Linked DNA regions of Zea mays: region 1 is linked to region 2. Evidence: chromatin contacts called from public Hi-C data. All regions are on one chromosome and are shown on one strand. The core of a region is the stretch at or near the end of the contact, and the rest is flanking DNA. Distances in the headings are between cores, read along the strand shown.

Evidence for each region. A called contact is a pair of places that touch in the nucleus more often than the background predicts.
Region 1: a contact with region 2 is called in a Hi-C map of ear, with 2.2 times the contacts expected there. The contact joins the promoter of LOC100280040 here to the promoter of LOC100191906 in region 2. A contact is called at or near these places in 2 of 25 Hi-C or Micro-C datasets (ear and tassel).

Annotation. Positions count from the first base shown.
Region 1 is chr8:167,194,628-167,197,338 of Zm-B73-REFERENCE-NAM-5.0, reverse strand. It overlaps LOC100280040 (GYF domain-containing protein), which reads right to left and starts at 1,414. Exons shown (of 9, transcript NM_001331175.1): 1 at 1,095-1,414; 2 at 898-966; 3 at 523-593; 4 at 1-419. The coding sequence starts at 1,137.
Region 2 is chr8:166,661,512-166,664,211 of Zm-B73-REFERENCE-NAM-5.0, reverse strand. LOC100191906 (palmitoyltransferase ZDHHC9) reads right to left here and starts at 1,319. Exons shown (of 5, transcript NM_001137330.2): 1 at 1,049-1,319; 2 at 279-461. The coding sequence starts at 1,117.

The DNA of each region.
Region 1 (2,711 bases), core at 165-2,664, 530 kb before region 2:
TCAGCATGAGTTTCATCCTTCTCTGCATCAACCTTCTTGTCTGACCTGGAGTCCTTCTCCTTGTCATCGGGGCCCCATCTTGATGACCATTTTGCATCACGTCGACCCTCATTCCCCAGGCTACGGGTGGAACCATCATTCCACCTTTCAGATGAAGGAGCTGTGCGCGGATCAGTGTTGTCCCTTGCAGAAACATTGTCAGATCGGCGATCGATCTTGCGGTTATCCACATCCCGGTCTACATCCTTCTTGCGCTCCCTCCTCCCAAGAAGGCTTGTCTCCCTCTCCTCTTCAAGCCAACGAAGACCACTGTCAGCATCAAATACATTCCTCCTTCGTTCTTTCCTATCAGCAGTTCCTTCCAACATCCTCGCTTCCTTTTCAGCAGGTTCAAGGGAGGACCCATGAGGCAGCGAGATCTGCAGATGAGCATCCAGCATCGTTAAAGATCAATTTACCAGCAGTCAATCGACATCATGGTACAGTGAAACAGTCCCTGAAGGAAGGGCAGTGATCACAAACCTTTCCATCAGCAGGTTTGGCGTAGAGCCACTGAGGAGAAAGGGGAATGCTGTTATCCAGGTGGTGCTGATCTGCATAGCAGAGGGTCAACGCTCAGCAATATCATCCACACGATTGTATCATCCACACGACAGCCTAATGATGCACAAGCTCACGACCCTACGCAAGCAGACAGAGGACGAGGATAGCAACCGCACAGGAAACATGCACCCACGCAACACGAACTAGCAATACCCAACAGAACGCTACACATTTGTGCGGTAGTGCATGGCGCCCGCTACAGAAATACCTCATGCTAAGCTGAGCAAAGCAGACAGTCCGAGATGAATCAGGGAGGAATGAAAGGCAAGTGGTTTCGGGTGAAGAAATCCGCACCTTTGGAGTGGTCGACGAACCCCATGGCGGCGGCGGCCCTGTCCTCCTCGATCCCAAGCGACAGCCCACCTGCACGACGCAACAACCAGACGTCAAATCGGGGGCACCCACCAATCAATCACAGATCTGCCCCGAGGCCAGTCCAGGCGGCAGATCGGATCTCACGCGGGCCAGGGCGCCTAGATCGGGCGGGTCACCTTTGCCGAGTGCCGAGGGTCGATCCAGCTTCCTCTCCGCCATCGGAGCCTCGCGGGATCCGAAGGAGCGAGCGGGGGAGTGAGCTAGGGTTTCCGGTGGAGGGCGGAGAGAGAGGAGAGGCAGCGGCTCCCGCGGCGCGATCCGAGCGAACGGGGCGAGGCGGCGGAGAGAACCGGGGCTAGGGTTTTGAGACAGAGCGAGGCGGCGAGGTCACCGGCGATGCGAGGAGCAGGAGATGGAGGGTGGCCGGGGGTTGGGATTGGGAGCTATGTGTGTGTGTTTTGGACGGGGTGGCTTTTTGGCTGTGTTTCGATGGGGGCGTGGAGCGGGGCGAGAGAATAGGAAGAGATGACGAGCACAAACCAAGAGATAAATCATAGCTTATCGCGCGATTTGTTTGTTTCTATCGTTTTTTTCTTCCTTGTTTGTAGCAAAATAGTACGTTTTTATTAGTTAGCTGGTGACTATATGAACGTTTTTTAGGATGGTGGTGATACAGATATCGTGACTCAATTATGGAAAAAAAACAAATAATTTGTTGTGAAGATGGCTTGGTTTCACACATAAGTTCCTAAAAATAACTTGCTAAGGTCCCGTTTAGTTCGAGGGACTAAAGATTAGTCTCTTTATTTTAGTCTTATTTAGTCTCTAAGTTGCCAAATGGTGAGACTAAAACAGGGACTAAATTGTTTTAGTCTCTAGTCTATCAAGGGAAGACTAAAAGGAATTAAACCTTATAAATTCTAGTTTTTGCCCCTCCTTTATTTCAGTTACGCTAATGACGAAAGAATGTTAAGGTGTATTTTAGTCCTCTTATGATTCATTTAATACATTTTGAATATTTTAGTCTATAGAATCAAACATGATAGAGACTAAACTTTAGTCTCCTAACTAAACTTTAGTTACTGAACTAAAGGAACCAAACGGACCCTAAATACGTATCGGGAACAAAGCAATCATAGCTTGCGAGTTGCGACACTTCTCAATTTTTAGGTTATTAAAAACTTTTAAATTATGTTAACCTAGTTTTTCTGGTCATTACTTGTAGCTTTAAATTTGGTTTATCTACACACTAAAGTCCAATAATCATCATTTTTCTCTTGATTATTATTCCCATTATATATGAATCGTGATCGATCAATTTTCTCTAATTCTTGGATGGATCATCTTCACACTTATCAAACAAGAATCACAAATTCATCATTTGCATAATTCAAATCATTCAAAGTGCTTCACTTGCATACATGCATGAATTCGATAGCAGACAAGTGGTCGAAACAAAGAAAACTTGCTACACATGTTGGGAAAGGGGACACATGGCAAATTCATGTTCCTTAGGTAACAATACTAAGCCTATTTCAATTCATAGTAATATTATGCTTAGAAAGGATGGCAATGGTACCTCATTTTTTGAGAGCACCTAGAGGGGTGAATAGGTGATCCTGTAAAATTCAACACTAAATTCCAACAACCTTGATTATAAAGATATTAGTGCGGGTTAATCAAGTCAATAAGACGAGCTCTTGCGAACACAAACAATCAAAGAGAGAGCAATCACAAGAGACATGCGAATTTATCCCGTGGTTCGGCCAAGTAACACTTGCCTACTTTCACGT
Region 2 (2,700 bases), core at 70-2,569:
GAATGCCATGTATTGGAAAGGCAAATGCGAAACCGGAAAATTTTTCCAGTTTCAAATCATGCATTTTGATGGTAATAAAACTGGACCAAGCGATCATGCCAGACACAACCAATATAGATGCACAATACAAGCATCCTTTGAAAAACTGAAGCTGTCAGCTTTGTTAAAGACTCGTACTGTTCTCATAACTGCATTATATATTAAAGCAGTACCAGTACAACACAGCTCAGGAAATAAATGAGCGCGGTGATTTGAAAAAGGCTAAGAACCATACTCACATATGCTGTGAATAGAACTGCTGCAATCATAACCGGCAATCCCAGACCATAAGAGAACTTATCCATCAATTCCTTGGCAACGAACGCGCAGAAAATTGATACCGGCGCGACAATAAGGAACATGGTGATAAACAGGGATCTTGCATCAGGGCCAAATATGAACCTCCCCTTCAGTAGAAACACCTGCAAGAGATGGAATCTGCCGTTAATCACACTTTCTGTTCCTATCACGACAGAAACAGCTTGAAGATCTCGTAGGGAAGATCTCTCCTCAAGCTATGTGGGTACCTTGTCAGCTCTGTCTACGCACGACTGACTCAAGAAAGCAGAGGGTGAAACTATTCTGAGATGTAAGTGTAATAGACACTGGGTGGAAGTATAATTAACGCACTAGTCCAGTGCTAAAACTCAGGTTTCTTGTCCTGACCAATACCAGAGTCACTTAACCCGTGCAGCCGTCCTAGAACCTACATTCCCAGGATCCAAGTACAGAATCATGAAATAAATAGGGAGGAAATCGAGTAGCCAACTGTTGTGTTTGGAGCCAACAATGAGCAGACGAATTTACCAAGCTCAACGAGGGAATCCCAACATCTGCGTACGACACGGGTCAATCCAGTGCCGGTCCCTAGGAAGAAAGGAACAGCTAATTCGAGCCGCGACCACGAGGCCGCACAGATCCACGCCACACCCGCAACAGAGGAACTAAGGGAGGGGAAAAAAAAGGCGCAGAGGGGAAGAGACATAGGGAGGAGGGGCATTCCGCTCACATTGTTCCCCTTCCAGGCCTTGTACACCAGCGGCGCCTCCCCGCCGGCGCCGGCGCTCGCTCCGTTCATCGCCGCCGCCCGTTCAGCCGCGAATAGCCGTCGAGATCACGGCCCGGATCATCACATAGCCCGATAGCCGGTGGCCCGGGATCGCCGCGCCGCAGGTGGTGTGAGCTCGCAATGCCGCCCCCTACCCCACCCCACCCCACCGCTGCGCCTCAGGAGAGAGAGAGAGAAGCGAGACGGACGAGAAGAAGATATGAGACCAAATGGAGGGCTCTGCTGGGGACATGTAGTAATATCTTCTCGTGGTGGTCCCATGTTGCGTCTTGCCTAAATTTTGCACAAAAGCCCTCCGAGTTTCCGCTTATTTTGCCCCCCGGCGCGGTAGCGAACAGCAAAACCCCCGCCATTCACGCTTGCGCAGCGCAGCGCACCGCACCGTGTAGGACTAGACTGTAGGTAGTAGAGCTTCCTTACCTTTTCCGAATGTTCCTTCCCCGTTCTGTTAATATTTTTAAAAAAAGATTTTGTGCCAACTTTTTCTGTGTCTGCAGAAAGTTTGCTTGCTTGGGGTTAGTGCAGCCGAAGGGCTACTTGTCCACCAAATCATTGCTGGCAGGTGGTTGAACAAAGATAGCAGGGGCTTGTTGGATTCTCAAATGCTAATAACTTGAGATCTGTCATCTGTGACAGTCAGTTCTATTTTATTCACAAACAGACTGCTTCAGAAGAAGAAGTGTTGTTTGGTTCAGCTACAGCCTGTAATGGTTCAGTTGTTGATATGGCACAACAACAAAAAGGCACTGTCAGGTCAAAAGAGAAACCGATGCCCCTTTCTTCTGCATGTGCCACAGCTGAACAACCTTCTGAAGTGGAGTCAGTGGTTTTGGCCTGCACAAGCACAACAAACAACAAAGATGGCTAGCGGCTAGGGAGAACTAGACGGGTAAACGCCGGGAATATATGATTTCATGCACAAAAAAAAACACGGAGGCCTTAACCACTTCTACTTTTACAAAATTATACGAGTTCGAAATCAGGAAGGCTCAACCAACACCAGATATCGGAAGCGAAGCATCGGTAGGGTTTTCTAGCCACCAGCAGCAGTCTTTTGCTTTTTATGGAGCACATGTTGAGGATCACTAGAGTTTTAGTTATAGTTCCTCTAATGCGGCGGGTTGTCCCAACACCTACACATGACCTTCGTGACTCTAGCGTTACAGTCCAATGGACCTTGTGTCATTTTGGGATGACTTCACCCTCATAGTTTACCCAGCTCTTCACTACTCCAAGGACCCGGTAGCCATTAGGAAGTAGTCATAGCTTATACGGCAGCAACAATGCAGATCCTACTTCGATAGTCTCCGCTGCCCATAGTTTGTTATGATGTGTTTGATTTGATGTCAAAGTAGGATAAGGCAGGTGTGATATCGTCCCCTTAATTTTTTGGGATCACACGCTGTCACCAAAAAATTACTCCGGTGTTTAACTCGCCTCCACATGACTCTCATCCAAACACTATAAAAAACTGTGGTCGTCCCCTTCTATTCCTCCTTATACATCCAACCAAACACACCCTTAGCGATCTTTAGTGAGATCATTGGACACCCGCCACATCCTCTTCCTATGTAAGTGGCTCCCACACTGCT